Regions from separate parts of the Sus scrofa genome. Here region 2 is linked to region 1. Evidence: chromatin contacts called from public HiChIP or PLAC-seq data. All regions are on one chromosome and are shown on one strand. Each heading gives the region's core, a stretch centred on a gene start, on an enhancer-like site or on the middle of the called end of the contact. The rest is flanking DNA. Distances are from core to core; before and after follow the strand shown. Region 1 overlaps PRKCB (protein kinase C beta type). Region 2 has its middle 31 kb from the start of PRKCB.

Region 1 (6,558 bases), core at 892-3,391:
TACTACTCAGATTTGTTTCTGCTGAGCCACGATGGGAACTCCACAGATGTACCCTGCCAACTGCTGTCGAGGAAAAGCTCACGCTACTTAGAGAGTTTATAGTGAGGGATTCTGCTGTCAGGTCTGGGAGGCTTCCCTGAAGAAGCGGAGTCTGAGCTAAGAGCTGAAGGATGGGGGTTATAACATGGACCACGAGCATCTGGCTGGGGCTCTGTACACCCCTGGTGGAACTATTTAGCTGCATGGCATCCTGCTTCATCCCAGGCAGACTCAGGGGATGCCACCCCACTGCCACCTGCCTGCCTCCCAAGCACTGCCTCACCAGCTAGGACCCCTCAGCAGTGAGACCCCAGCCCCATGAGAGGGGATTGAGTAGAGAGCTAGTGAATCAGATTCCAAAGGTAAATGGGGAGTTCCTTTGTGATGCGGTGGTTAACAAATCCGACTAGGAACCATGAGGTTGCGGGTTCAATCCCTGGCCTTGCTCAGTAGGTTAAGGATCCGGCATTGCCGTGAGCTCTGGTGTAAGTCACAGACGCGGCTCAGATCCTGCATTGCTGTGGCTCTGGCACAGCCCGGTGGTTACAGCTCCGATTGGACCCCTAGCCTGGGAACCTCCATATGCCACGGGAAGCAGCCCTATAAAAAGGCAAAAAGACAAAAAATAAAATAAAATGAAATAAAGGTAAATGGTCCACATTCAGTCCCAGCTCTGTTACTTCCCGCTACTTCCCGTGCAGCCTTGAGCAAGATCCTTAAACTATATGAGCCTCGATTCTCTCACCTGTCAACTGGGGAGACCCTACAGCAGGGTGGCACACTCTACAAGGCCAGCATGCCTGGACTGAGTCCCAAACTCAACGGCTTCCTGTACAACTTGGGGGGAAACCTCTTTGTGCTTCCCACCCCTCATTTTAAAAGTGGGAAGAGTAATAATAGCACTAAATCCTCCTAGGATTCTAAGAATGTAATGAGTTACTATTTGTCAAGAGCTCAGAAGGGTGCCTGGCACTGAGTAAACACTCTGTAAGTGGGTGGGGAAAACAATAAATAAATAAATATTCCTGCTGTCTTGGTTTGTGAGGATTTATGAAAACACGATTATATTGTGCTAGTGCAATGCCTGGCAGGTAGTATGCATTTGATCAAAGCTAGCTTAAAAAAAAAAAAAAAAATAGGAGTTTCCATCATGGCTCAGTGGTTAATGAATCCGACTAGGAACCATGAGGTTTTGGGTTCGATCCCTGGCCTTGCTCAGTGGGTTAAGGATCTAGCGTTGTCGTGAGCTGTGGTGTAGGTCGCAGATGCAGCTCGGATCTGGCGTTGCTGTGGCTGTGGTGCAGGCCTGTGGCTACAGCTCCGATTGGACCCCTGGCCTCCATATGCCGCGGGAGTGGCCCTAGAAATGGCAAAACAACACACACACACACACACACACACACACACACACACACACACACAGAGCCTAATGGTTTAGGATCTGGCATTTTGTCACTGCTGTGGCGTGGATTCAATCCCAGGCTTGGGAACTTCCCCATGCCATGGCCACAACAAAAAAAAATTATTTTTATAAAAGTTTTTTAAAAATAAAATTATATATAACTCCATCACTGTGCTATACACCTGAAGCTGACAACATTATAAATCAACTATACTTCCATTTTAATTAATTAATTATTTAAAAGAATGTTAGCAGACGGGAGTTCTCATCATGGCACAGTGTTAACAAATCTGACTAGGAACCATGACGTTGCGGGTTCGATCCCTGGCCTCGCTCAGTGGGTTAAGGATCCGCCGTTGCCGTGAGCTGTGCTGTAGGTCGCAGAAGTGGCTTGGATCCTGCATTGTGTGGCTGTAGTGTATGTAGGCTGGCAGCTACAGCTCCAATTAGACCCCTAGCCTGGGAACCTCCATATGCCTCAGGTGCAGACTTCAAAAAGACAAAAGCCAAAAAAATTTAAAAAAAAAATGTTAGCGTAAAATAAAAAATGATCTTGGGCAAGTCACTTTCATGCTCTGGTCTTAGTTCCCCCTTTAGAAAACGAGAGGGTGAAGCTGGGTTTTCCCCAGGGGCCTTCAAGTTCCAACACCCTCTGCCATCCAGGCAGTTTGCAGCTCGGCCCCGCCTCTTCCTGTGCAGGCCGCCCTGTGAATTCACTGCTCAGTCTGAACAGCTTTCTTTCAGGGAACAGACCCACTGCAACAGATCACACCCTTGCGTTATAAATAAACCCTGCATCAGCCACAAAATATGCACACCCATCTTCCCCACCCCACCCCCAGTGGGGGCACTCTCAGCCATCGGGGAGGTGCAATCCCCCCTTCTCTATGTGCCTGCTGAGTGTGGGTCACCCCAAAGCAGGAGCAGGACCGGGGGTGACTCAACTTGCAAAGACACTGTCAGCTCGATTTCTTTCTTTCTTTTTTTTCTTTTTCTTTTTTTTTTTTTTTTGCTTTTTAGGGCCCCCCTGCAGTACATGGAAGTTCCCAGGCTAAGGGTTGAATCAGAGCTACAGCTGCCAGCCACAGCCACAGCCACAGCCACGCGGGATCCGAGCCGCATCTGCAACCTACACTACAGCTCACGGCAACACCGGATCCTGAACATACTGAGCGCTGAGACCAGGGATCGAACCCGCATCCTCATGGGTACTAGTCGAGTTCCTTAACCACTGAGCCACTGTCAACTTGATTTCTGGGCTGAGCACTGTGCCTCCTCTGCCACAGAAGCCCTCAGCACACCCAAGCCTGCATTTCAGAAGAGCAGAGAAGCCCTCGTGGAGAAGGACATGCAGGGCGCTGCGGAAGCGAATGCCTACCCAGCCACCATTGGCACCTGGGACTCCAGGCACCACAGGCCAGGGTAGCTTCTGATCCTAATACTCCTAACGCTCAGCCCCAGAAACAAGCATCCTAAACCATTAGGTCCCTAGAGACAAGGAACCTAACTGAGGAAGTCAAGTCCTGTGCATGCTGACCTGCCACCCTGTCACCAAGAACAGCACTGGGATACCCCTCTGCTCAGCAGTTATGAAGAGCTCTCATGTGCCAAGCACTGTCACAGGTGGGGACTCATCCAACAGCACCGACCCCACCTTCAGGGATTTCTAGATTCCAGTGGGGATAACAATAATAATTATAATATATATTATTATTATAGTAACAGCTATTATTATAGCAACAGCTAACATATGCCAGGCACTGTTCTAAGAACTTTACATGTAAGTATCTCATTTGACCCTCACTGACCGTGTACCATAGATTTATTATCCCCCCCCCTTTTTTTTTTGGCTTTTTAAGGCCCTACCCGCGGCATATGGAGGTTCCCAGGCTAGGAGTCCCATCGGAGCTACCGCTGCCAGCCTACACCACAGCAGCATCAGATCCGAGCCACATCTGCGACCTACACCACAACTCACAGCAATGCCAGATTCTTAACTCACTGATCAAGGCAAGAGATTGAACCCGCAACCTCATGGTTCCTAGGCGGATTCGTTTCTGCTGTGCCATGATGGGAACTTCTTTATTATCCCCATTTTATAGGGGAGAAAACTGAGGCACAGAGAAGTTAAGTGACTTGCTTAAGGTCACACAGCTAGTAACGTGGACCCAGAATCTAGGCTTTCTGTTGCCACATAAATAAATGTTAAGTGACCCCTCTGATGTGTGACAGCAAGGAGAGGTATGCAGGGCTCTAAGAGTGCAAAATAGGGGAACTGGACCTGGTCAGAGAGGTCAGGGAGGGCTTCCCTGAGGAGGTGATGCTTGAGGTGTGGCCTAGAGAATGAGTACAAGTCAAGCAAGGTTTTTGTTTTCTTTTCTTTCTTTTTTTTTTTTTTTTTTTGTCTTTTTGCCTTTTCTAGGGCCGCTCCTGAGGCACATGGAGGTTCTCAGGCTAGGGGTCGAATTGGAGCTGTAGCCACCGGCCTACACCAGAGTCACAGCAATACGGGATCCGAGCCATGTCTGCAACCTACACCACAGCTTACGGCAATGCCGGATCCTTAACCCGCTGAGCAAGGCCAGGGAATGAACCCGCAACCTTATGGTTCCGAGTCGGATTCGTTCTGCTGCGCCACGACGAGAACACCCCTCTTGTGCATTTTTAAAGTGTCAAACTAACATTAGGATGAACTGACTAGCTTTCAACCAAAATAACATGGCTATTTTTAAAAACTGTATTTATGTGATTGCTGTAGTGACATTATTATCCCATAGATTAACATTTAAAATTGCTGTAATAATATTGTGCAAACATAAAACCACCTTTGTGAAGGAATTTTTGTGGAAGTTTTTTTCTCTCTTGTCTTAGTATTGAATTGATTAAAAATCTTCCAGAATTAATATTCCTTTTTGTCCCTTTTTTAAAACACAAAAGATCACTTGTATCTGTTGTGGGGGGAAAGGTGCCCCTTGGCAACCACAAGTCTGTTCTCCCTGTCTGTGAGTGCTTCTGCTTTGCAGATCGGTTCCTTTGTGCCATATTTCAGCTTCCACGAAGAAGTGATATGTGGTATGCGTCTTTCTCTTCAACCAGCTTCTTAAACCTGGATGCACATTAAAATCAATGGGGAGGCTTGGCATCCACAGATTCTGATTTCCCTGTGTGTGATGGGCCCTGGCGCCAGTATTGGGTTCTCAGGCTCTGCAGATAATTCAAATAGCAACCAGGACTGAGACTCGAGGGAACTCAGCAGGAAGAAGAGACAGAAGCAGCCAGCAGAGGGAAGAGCTATGCAAATGCCTAGTGGTGGGAGGGCTGCTGGGGAGGACAAGAGACTGAAGGGAGCTCAGGGGGTGAAGAAGGAGGGTCAGGAAGAGGCCGGAGGGGAGCCAGGGCCAGGGCATGCAGGGCCTGTGAGCTGGGTGACCGTATCATTCATCTTCCAAGGGGGCCTCTTGTGAGAATGGCAGGCAAGGCAAAGGTTGCCAGTCCTTTGGGATCCCACTACAACAGATGAAGCAGGTCTGTTTATGGGCAAGCTTGACAAAGGAAGAGGTATGAGGATCCTGCTTATAAGCCACATCAGAGCATCGACTTTGCCTCCAGAACAATGGGGAGCCCCTGATGTGCATTCTGCAAGGACAACGACCAGATCACATCTGGGTTTTGGACAGAGGACTCCAGGGTAATATGGAAATGACAGGCTGATGAGACAGAAAGGAATCAGGACAAGAGGCTAGTGGTCCAGAGAGGGTGGATGGAGCCTAGGTCCTGTGTGGGGTTGGAGAGAAGTGGGTAGTACGTAGCACGGAGGTGAAAAGCAGACTCTAGAGCTAGACCAAGGTCAAATCCAAGTTCAGATCTTCTTACACATCATGTGATCTGGCAAGTAGGACACGTCTCTGCCTCAGTTTCCTCTTCTATGAAACGAGCTTTAAAAGGCATCTATCAGGAGTTTCCACTGTGGTTCAATGGGATCAGAAGCATCTTGGGAGCCTTGGGAGACAGGTTCAATCCCCAGCCCAGCCTGGCTCAGTGGGTTAAGGATCTGGCATTGCCGAAGCTGCCGCTTAGGTCAGAACTGAGGCTTGGATTTGATCCCTGGGAATCCATATGCTTGGGGGTTCCATACACCACAGGGCGGCCAAAAAAGAAAAGAAGAGAAAACAAAAGAGCACCTTTCTCATGGGGTGAGGACTCAATGAGTCAATCTATGTAAACCACTTAGAACAGAGCACTTGGCACTCGACTGGGGCTAACACAGGCGCACATCAGTTATATTGCACTTGATTGCACTGCAAAGATACTGATGCACCGCAAAGATAGTGAGTTTCTTATAAAGTGAAGGTTTGTGGCAACTGTGCTTCAAGCAAGTCTATCAGCGGCATTTTTCCAACAGCATTTGCTCACTTCCTGTCTCTGTGTCACATTTCGGTAATTCTGGCAACATTTCAAACCCTCCACCAGCAAAAAAGATGATGACTGGCTGAAGGCTCACATGATAGTTAGCATTTTTTAGCAATAACATAGTTTAGAATTAAATTGTTTCTTTTTGTTTTGTTTGGGGTTTTTTGGCCGCACCCATGGCATACGGAAGTTCCCAGGCCAGAGATCAATTCTGAGCTGCAGCTGGGACCTACGCCACAGCTGCAACGACACCAAATCTTTAACCCACTGCATCAGGCTAGGGATGGAACCTGAGCCTCCAGAGCGACCCAAGCCACCATTGAAACAATGCTGGATCCTTAAACCCTCTGTGCCAGAGAGGGAACTCCTGTACTTTGTCTTTCAGACACAATGTTTTTGCATATTTAATAGACTGTAGTGTAAACACAACTTCTATATTCAGTGGAAAATCAAAAAATGCATGTGATATTCACATTATTACAGGGGTCTGGAACCCCACGCATAATATCGCCAAGGTATGCTTGTAAATGTTGGCTATAATTATTTAGGAGGCACAACAGGAGTTGGCAATGGAGAGAATACAAGGGCGGGGAAAGTCTGAGCACACAGACGAGGACCCAAGAATTGATCAGTGCTCAGTAGAATTTTGAAGATTCACAGTTAAGGCGTAAAGAGGATCAAAGACAGCAAGTTGCCTGCAGAAGGAC
Region 2 (7,543 bases), core at 989-3,488, 210 kb after region 1:
AAAGGTGTTTGCACACTCGTGGTCACATCACTGGTTTTCGTAACAGCCGAGGAGGGGTAGAAGCAACCCACATGTCCACCAAAGCGTGAACGGATAAACAAAACATAGTATACACATAGAATGGAATATTATTCAGCCTTACAAAGAAAGGAACGTCTTACACCTGCTACGACATGGATGAATCTTGAGGGCATAATGGTAAGTAAGATAAACCAGTCTGCAGTTCCCATCGTGGCTCAGTGGTTAACGAATCCGACTAGGAATCATGAGGTTGCGGGTTCAATCCCTGGCTGCGCTCAGTGGGTGAAGGATCTGGCATTGCTGTGAGCTGTGGTGTAGGCTGCAGACGCGGCTCGGATCCCACGTTGCTGTGGCTCTGGCGTAGGCCGGGGGCTACAGCTCCAATTCGACCCCTAGCCTGGGAACCTCCATATGCCATGGGAGTGGCCCTAGCAAAGGCAAAAAGACAAAAAAAAAAAGATAAGCCAATCAGCAAAAGACAAATACTACAGTCATATGAGGTACTCAGAAGTAGTTAAAGCCATAGAAATAGAAAGTAGATTGTAGTTCCCAGGAGCTGGATGGAGAGAGAAAGTGGAGTTGTTGTTTAAGGGCTATGGTTTTGGATTTGAAGATGAAAAACTTCTGGGGATCTGCCACATGAAAAATGTGAATATACTTAGCACAACTGAACTGCTCACTTTAAAATGGGTAGGATGGGAGTTCCCTGGTAGTCCAGCAGGTTAAGGATCTGGTATTGTCACTACTGTGGCATGGGTTTGATCCCTGGCCAGGGAACTTCCCTATGCCTCAGGAGCAGACAAAAGGGGGGAAAAATCATTAAGAGAGTAAGTTTTATGTACCATTTTATTTTATTGTCTCTTTTAGGGCCACAGCCGAGGTGTATGGAGGTTGCCAGGCTAGGGGTCCAATCGGAGCTGTGGCTGCCAGCCTACACCACAGCGACAGCAACAGATTCGAGCCACATCTGCGATCTACACCACAGCTCACAGCAATGCCAGATCCTTAACCCACTGAGTGAGGCCAGGGATCGAACCCAAAACCTAGTTGGATTCATTTCTGCTGCGCCACGACAAGAACTCCCATTTTTTTAACCACAATAAAATATAGAGGAGTTCCCGTCATGGCTCAGCAGTTAAAAACCCAACTAGTATCCATGAGGACTCGGGTTTGATCCCTGATCTTGCTCAGTGGGTTGGGGATCTGACATTGCTCTGACTGTGGTGTAGGCCGGTAGCTATAACTCTGATTCTACCCCTGGCCTGGAAACTTCCGTATGCCATGCGTATGGCCCTAAAAAGACAAAAACAAAAAACAAAGCAATAAAATATAGAGACAGAGATAGATTAGATGATAGATAGATAGATAGATAGAAAGACAGACAGACAGAAAGATAGGCAGACAAAAGCAAATAGGTATTTGTGGAGTTCCAGTCATGGCCCAGCAGTAACAAAGCCAACTAGTATCCATGAGGAGGCAGGTTCCATCCTTGGCCTCAATCTGTGGATTAAGAAGCTAGCGTTGCCGTGAGCTGCGGTGTAGGTCACATACACAGCCCAGGTCCTGCGTTACTGTGGCTGTGGCGTAGGCCGGCAGTTAAGCTCTGATTAGACCCCCTAGCCTGGGTTTGGGTTTGGCCCTAAAAAGACCAAAAAAAAAAAAAAAAAAAAAGAAGAAGAAGAAGGAAGGAAGAGAGAGAGACAGACAGGCAGAAAGAAAGGAAAAAAGAGAAAGGAAATAGAAATTTGCCATGTGAATTCTCAACCACAATGCACTCCAGGATAAATAAAAAGTTGAGTTCACACAAAAACCTGTACACAGGTACTCAGAGTAAGCTCCTTTATAACAGCTGAGACTGGAAATGACCAAATGTGGCCAAGTGGGTAGACTACAGTACATCCATATCATGGAATAGGAATACTACTAAGTAATGAAAAATAATAATGATGAAAGATGGATATATACAACAACTTGAATGGATCTCAGGAAAATTATTCTGAGGGAAAAAAAAAAATCCCATCCCAAAGACGACAGACTCTCTTTCCATTCATACAACATCTTGAACTGGCAAACTTGTAGAAATGGCAAACAGATCAGCAGTTTTCAGGGGCAAAGGAAAAGGAGGAAGTGAAATGGTTGTGGCCGTAGAACGATAGAACGAGGGATTTTGGTAGTGATGAAATTGTGCTTTTATGTTGACTGTGGGGCTGGCCAAAAAACTGAAATATGTGATAAATCACATGACCCTAAACCACCCCTCCACCTCCCCACACACAAATGCATGTCACACTGGGGACATCTGAATAGGCCAGTTGCTTACACATGATATTGTTCTACTGTTACTACAGGTGTTTCCATTGAAGAAAACTGAGTGAAGGCATATGGGATCTTGCTATATTATTTCTTATCGCTGCATGCCCATCTACAATTACCTCAAAACAGCAGTTCCCGTCATGGCTTAGGGGTTAATGAATCCGACTAGGAACCATGAGGTTGCAGGTTCGATCCCTGGCCTTGCTCAGTGGGTTAAGGATCCAGCGTTGCCATGAGCTGTGGTGTAGGCCAGCAGCTGTAGCTCTGATTAGACCCCTAGCCTGGGAACCTCCATATGCTGCAGGTGCAGCCCTAGAAAAGACAAAAAAAAAAAAAAAAAAAAAGACAAGAAAAAAATGACCTCATAATAAAAACATATTTAATTTTCCTTTTTGTTTTCCTTTCTTCTGTCTTTTTAGGGCAAGCCTGCAGCCTATGGAAGTTCCCAGGCTAGGAATCAAATCAGAGCTCTAGCTGCTGGCCCACATCGCAACAGCCACAGCAACACAGGATCCAAGCCACATCTGCGACCTCCACCACAGCTCACAGCAACACCAGATCCTTAACTCACTGAACGAGGCCAGGAATTGAACCTGCATCCTTGTGGATACTAGTTGGATTCGTTACCGCTGAGCCATAAAGGGAACTCCTAAAAACATATTGAAAATCAGAGTTCCCATCGTGGCTGGGCGGTAATGCACACAACTAGGATCCATGAGGATGCGGGTTCGATCCCTGGCCTCTCTCTGGAAGTAAATTTCTCATCTGGGAATAGAGAGATGCATTCAGGTAGGGGCTTGAGGAAAGCGGTAAAGCCTTGTGACATGGAAAGAGAGCAAAGTGTGCATCAAAGAACCAGCATAAAGATCAAGCTAAGGATGCTGTATTAGCATTCTCCAGGGAAAAAGAGCTCCCAGGAAGTACACATCTAGAGAGAGATTTATTACAGGGAATTGGCTCATGTGATTATGGAAGATGCAAAGTCCCAAATTTTGCAAGGGTGAAGGCAAGTGGGAGACCCAGCAGAGCCTAGGGGGCAGCCCTAGTCTGAGTTTGAATGTCTGAGAACTAGGAGAACTGAGGATATAAATTCTAGTCCAGGAGTTCCTATCGTGGAGCAGTGGTTAACAAATCCGACAAGGAACCATGAGGTTGCGGGTTCGATTCCTGGCCTCGCTCAGTGGGTTAAGGATTTGGCATTGCTGTGGCTGTGGTGTAGGCTGGCAGCTGCAGCTCCTATTAGACCCCTAGCCTGGGAACCTCCATATGCCGTGAGGGCAGCCCTAAAAAGACAAAAGACAAAAAAAATAAATAAATAAATTCTAGTCCAAGGGATCTACCCCCAAGAAAAGGCTACCCCAAGTCCGAAGGTAGGAAAAGTCCAATCAGCCTTGGGTTTTTTGTTTGTTCGTTTTTGTCTTTTTAGGGCCCCCACCTAAATATGGTAGTTCCCAGGTTAGGGACAGAATTGGAGCTGTAGCTGCTGGCCTATACCACCGCCACAGCCACACCACATCCGAGCTGCATCCGTGACCTACACCACAGTTCACGGCAAGGCCAAATCCTTAACCCACTGAGCAAGGCCAGGGATCGAACCTGAGTCCTCATGGATGCTAGTCAGATTCCTTTCTGCCGAGCCATGATGGAAATTCTTGAATCAGCCTTGTGGTCCTAGTCAGATTGTCAACTGATGAGAGGAGAGGCACACTCAGAAGGGAGGGCAATCTGCTTTACTCTGTCTACGAATTCAAAGGTCAATATCATCCAAACACCACCTCCCAGACTCGTCCAGCGTGATGCTTGACAAAAGAGCTGGGAGCCCTGGAACCCAGCCAAGTAGGCATATCCATTTAGTCACAACAGATGGAACTTAAGAATTTTTCGTGAAGCCAGAGAGTATGATGCTATGCTTTCTCTCCAGGCAGGCTGAAAAGCCTGGGGATGGGAATGGAGAAACATGGAAGACCAGAAAGGCAGAAGTATAGAAGAATCAGGATTATTGGCTTGAGAGGTGTTCATTTGCCTGACCGCAATAGCCCAGATGGGCAAAAAGGCGAAGCCAAGAGGGCATATGGAGAACAGACTTGTGGTTGCCAAGGGGGAAGGGGGAGGGTAGGGGTTGGGGGGGTGAGCTTCATAAATGCAAACTATTACAGTCAGAATGGATGGACCAGAGTTCCTGTCATGGCTCAGTGGACACGAACCTGACTAGCATCCATGAGGAGGCAGGTTCGATCCCTGGCCTTGTTCCGTGGGTTAAGGATCCGGCATTGCTATGAGCTGTGGTGTAGGTTGCAGAAACGGCTCAGATCTGGCATGGCTATGGCTGTGGTATAGACCGGCAGCTGCAGCTCCGATTTGACCCCTAGCCTGGGAACCTCCCTATGTCTCGGGTGTGGCCCTAGAAAGACAAAAGACAAAAAAAAAAAAAAAAAAGGAATGTATGGACAATAAGGTCTTACTCTATCGCAGAAGGTGCTATATCCAATCTCTGGGGATAGACCATGATGGAAGAGAATATTATTTTTTAAAGGTATGTTTCTGTGTGACTGAGTCAATTTGCTAGACAGCAGAAATTGGCGTAACATTGTAAATCAACCACACTTTAATTTTAAAACAATAATAATTATGAAAAAAAGAAAAAAGAGGGGTTGAGGGAACAGTGGACTTTGTTTTTGTTTTTGTTTTTTTGTCTTTTTGCCATTTCCAGGGCCGTTCCCGCGCCATATGGCAGTTCCCAGGCTAGGGGTGGAATCAGAGCTGCAGCCACCGGCCTACGCCAGAGCCACAGCAACATGGGATCTGAGCTGCATCTGTGACCTACACCACAGCTCACGGCAAAGCCAGATCCCTAACCCACTGAGCAAGGTAAGGGATCGAACCCGCAACCTCATGGTTCCTAGTCAGATTCGTTAACCACTGAACCACGACGGGAACTCTGGGAACAGTAGACTAAATGAGATTGAAATGTAGGTTCAGTGGGAACAGAGCTGTGGAAGAGGTGGAAGGAGGAGACGCTGGGATCAGTAGGTAGAAGTGTCCCTTTCACCGTCTTTCAAATAGAGCTGTTGTGATGGATGCCCAAGTCCCGGGCATAGCCTCGAGGGTATAGAGGCAAAGAATGTGGGTTGAGAAGATCAAAGAATGGTCATACAGGGAGTTGGGAAAGGCATCAGGAAGGACACTAAAATTGCTCAGGACGGTAATGGAGACGGGAAGAAGAAATTACCTCCATAGAGAGCCAGGTTTCAAGGCGAAGTTTAGAGCTGGCTACCTGTGAAGAAGATCCTAAAACATGGTGTGTATGAGTGCGGGCTTCAGCTAGACAGGCAGGTAAGTAGGTAGATAGACAGAAGTTAGACAGATGATAGATAGATAGATAGATAGATAGAACATAGAGATAGGTAGGTGATAGATTAGATAGATACATAGATCCATGGAGATAGATAGATGAGAGATAATACATAGAGATAGATGATAGATGATAAATGATAGCTACATAGATTAGATTAGATAGATAATACATAGAGACAGGTAGATAGATGATAGATTAGATAGATACATAGATACATGGAGATAGATGATAGATAGATGATAAATAATAGCTAGATAGATTAGATGGTAGATAGACAGTTAACACATAAAGACAGACAGATAATACAGATAGACAGGTAGATGATAGATTAGATAGATAGATACATAGATACATAGAGAGATAAATGATAGGTAATACACAGAGATAGATGATAGATAGATGATAAATGATAGCTAGATAGATTAGATGAGAGAGATAGACAAACAGACAGACAGACAGACAGATAGATAGATAGAACGAACGTAGAGGTAGGTAGATGATAGACAGATAAGAGAGAAACACAACACAGGTACCTCTGTTCTGCCTTCCTAGATTCTTAGAACCTCCTTCATTCCTGGCCTCAAAGACTGACCTTTAGTTTTACCTTCAGCTATTTAAGAACCTAATTAATTTTTTTTTTTTTTTTTTTTTTTTTTTGCTAAGGTTAGCCAGAGTCCATGTCTGCTGTTTACAGCAAAAGTACCCCAAACGATGCACTCATTGACTCTTGCTCTTATGAGATGGAGATAGTTACCACAACCTTGCTCCATCTCATGAGCCACATTTCAAGGACTCTGACAGAAGAAAGCAACCCTGGAAACTTCTATTTCCTACTTTTTTTTTTTTTTTTTTTTTGTCTTTTTGCCTTTTCTAGGGCCGCTCCCACGGCATATGGAGGTTCCCAGGCTAGGGGTCAAATCAGAGCTGTAGCTGCCTGCCACAGCCACAGCCACAGCAACGCAGGATGCGAGCCGTGTCTGCGACTTACACCACAACTCACGGCAACGTCAGATCCTTAACCCACTGAGCGTGGCCGGGGATCAAACCCGCAACCTCATGGTTCCTAGTCAGATTCGTTAACTACTGCACCAAGACGGGAACTCCTGGAAACTTCTATTTCTTTCTCAAGGAAGAGGCTGGGAACAAAACATGGGAGTTACCAAGGGGTTTCCAGTTCTCTGTAAGGAAAGCCTTTCTACGTGTCAGGGATGCTCAGGAACTTGGTGGGATGAACAGAGGGAAGGAGGGAAGGAGACAAGTTAAAATTCTTTGATGTCGGAGTTCCCACTGGGGTTGAGTGGAAACAGACCCGACTAGTATCCTTGAGGATGAGGATTCGGTCCCTGGCTCAGATCTGGCGTTGCTGTGGCTGTGGTGTAGCCCGGCAGCTGCAGCTCTGATTCAACCCCTAGCCTGGGAATGTCCATATGCCCCGGGCGAGGCCCTAAGAACAAACCACCACCACCACAACAAATCTGTTGGTGTTACAGCCTTTGCATCTTCTTAGTTTGGAAACCATGCCATGCATGCATGGAGCCCCAGGAATCTGGATCCTCTGGAAGACAGAAGGCAGGCTCCAGGGTTGGGAGTTTCTCCTTGTGTTGAGCTAAATCCGGCTCCCTCCAACTTCCATATATTATGCCTCACTCCTAGAATAAATCTATTCCCTCTGCCATATGACAACCTTTCTCACGTTGGAAAACAGCTCTCAGATCCCTCCCTCTCTCCTAACAGTTTCGCAAGCAAAACCTTCCTACCTTCTCCTGGAAAATAGTAACACATCCCTAAATACCTAGTCGACCTTTTGTCTAAACATGCTTCAGTTCTGTGGCCTTCATCAAAGTGGAGTGCGGA

Evidence for each region. HiChIP or PLAC-seq counts read pairs in DNA pulled down with a chosen protein or histone mark.
Region 2: a contact with region 1 is called in an H3K27ac HiChIP or PLAC-seq map of alveolar macrophages. The contact joins two enhancer-like sites. A contact is called at or near these places in 6 of 47 Hi-C or Micro-C datasets (alveolar macrophages, blood, epiblast stem cells and 3 more) and 1 of 2 datasets of contacts at active chromatin or transcription factors (alveolar macrophages).

The regions. Positions count from the first base shown.
Region 1 is chr3:22,198,085-22,204,642 of Sscrofa11.1, forward strand. All of the region lies in intron 3 of PRKCB (protein kinase C beta type), which reads right to left. Among named protein-coding and RNA genes, the nearest start is that of PRKCB, 180 kb to the right of the region's middle. Within about 2 kb of position 2,142, at least 10 of the 83 cell types and tissues checked have an H3K27ac peak or open chromatin away from gene starts, as enhancers often do. A contact at or near this core is called in alveolar macrophages, where this site is marked.
Region 2 is chr3:22,411,038-22,418,580 of Sscrofa11.1, forward strand. No RefSeq gene overlaps it. Among named protein-coding and RNA genes, the nearest start is that of PRKCB, 31 kb to the left of the region's middle. Within about 2 kb of position 2,239, at least 1 of the 83 cell types and tissues checked has an H3K27ac peak or open chromatin away from gene starts, as enhancers often do. A contact at or near this core is called in alveolar macrophages, where this site is marked.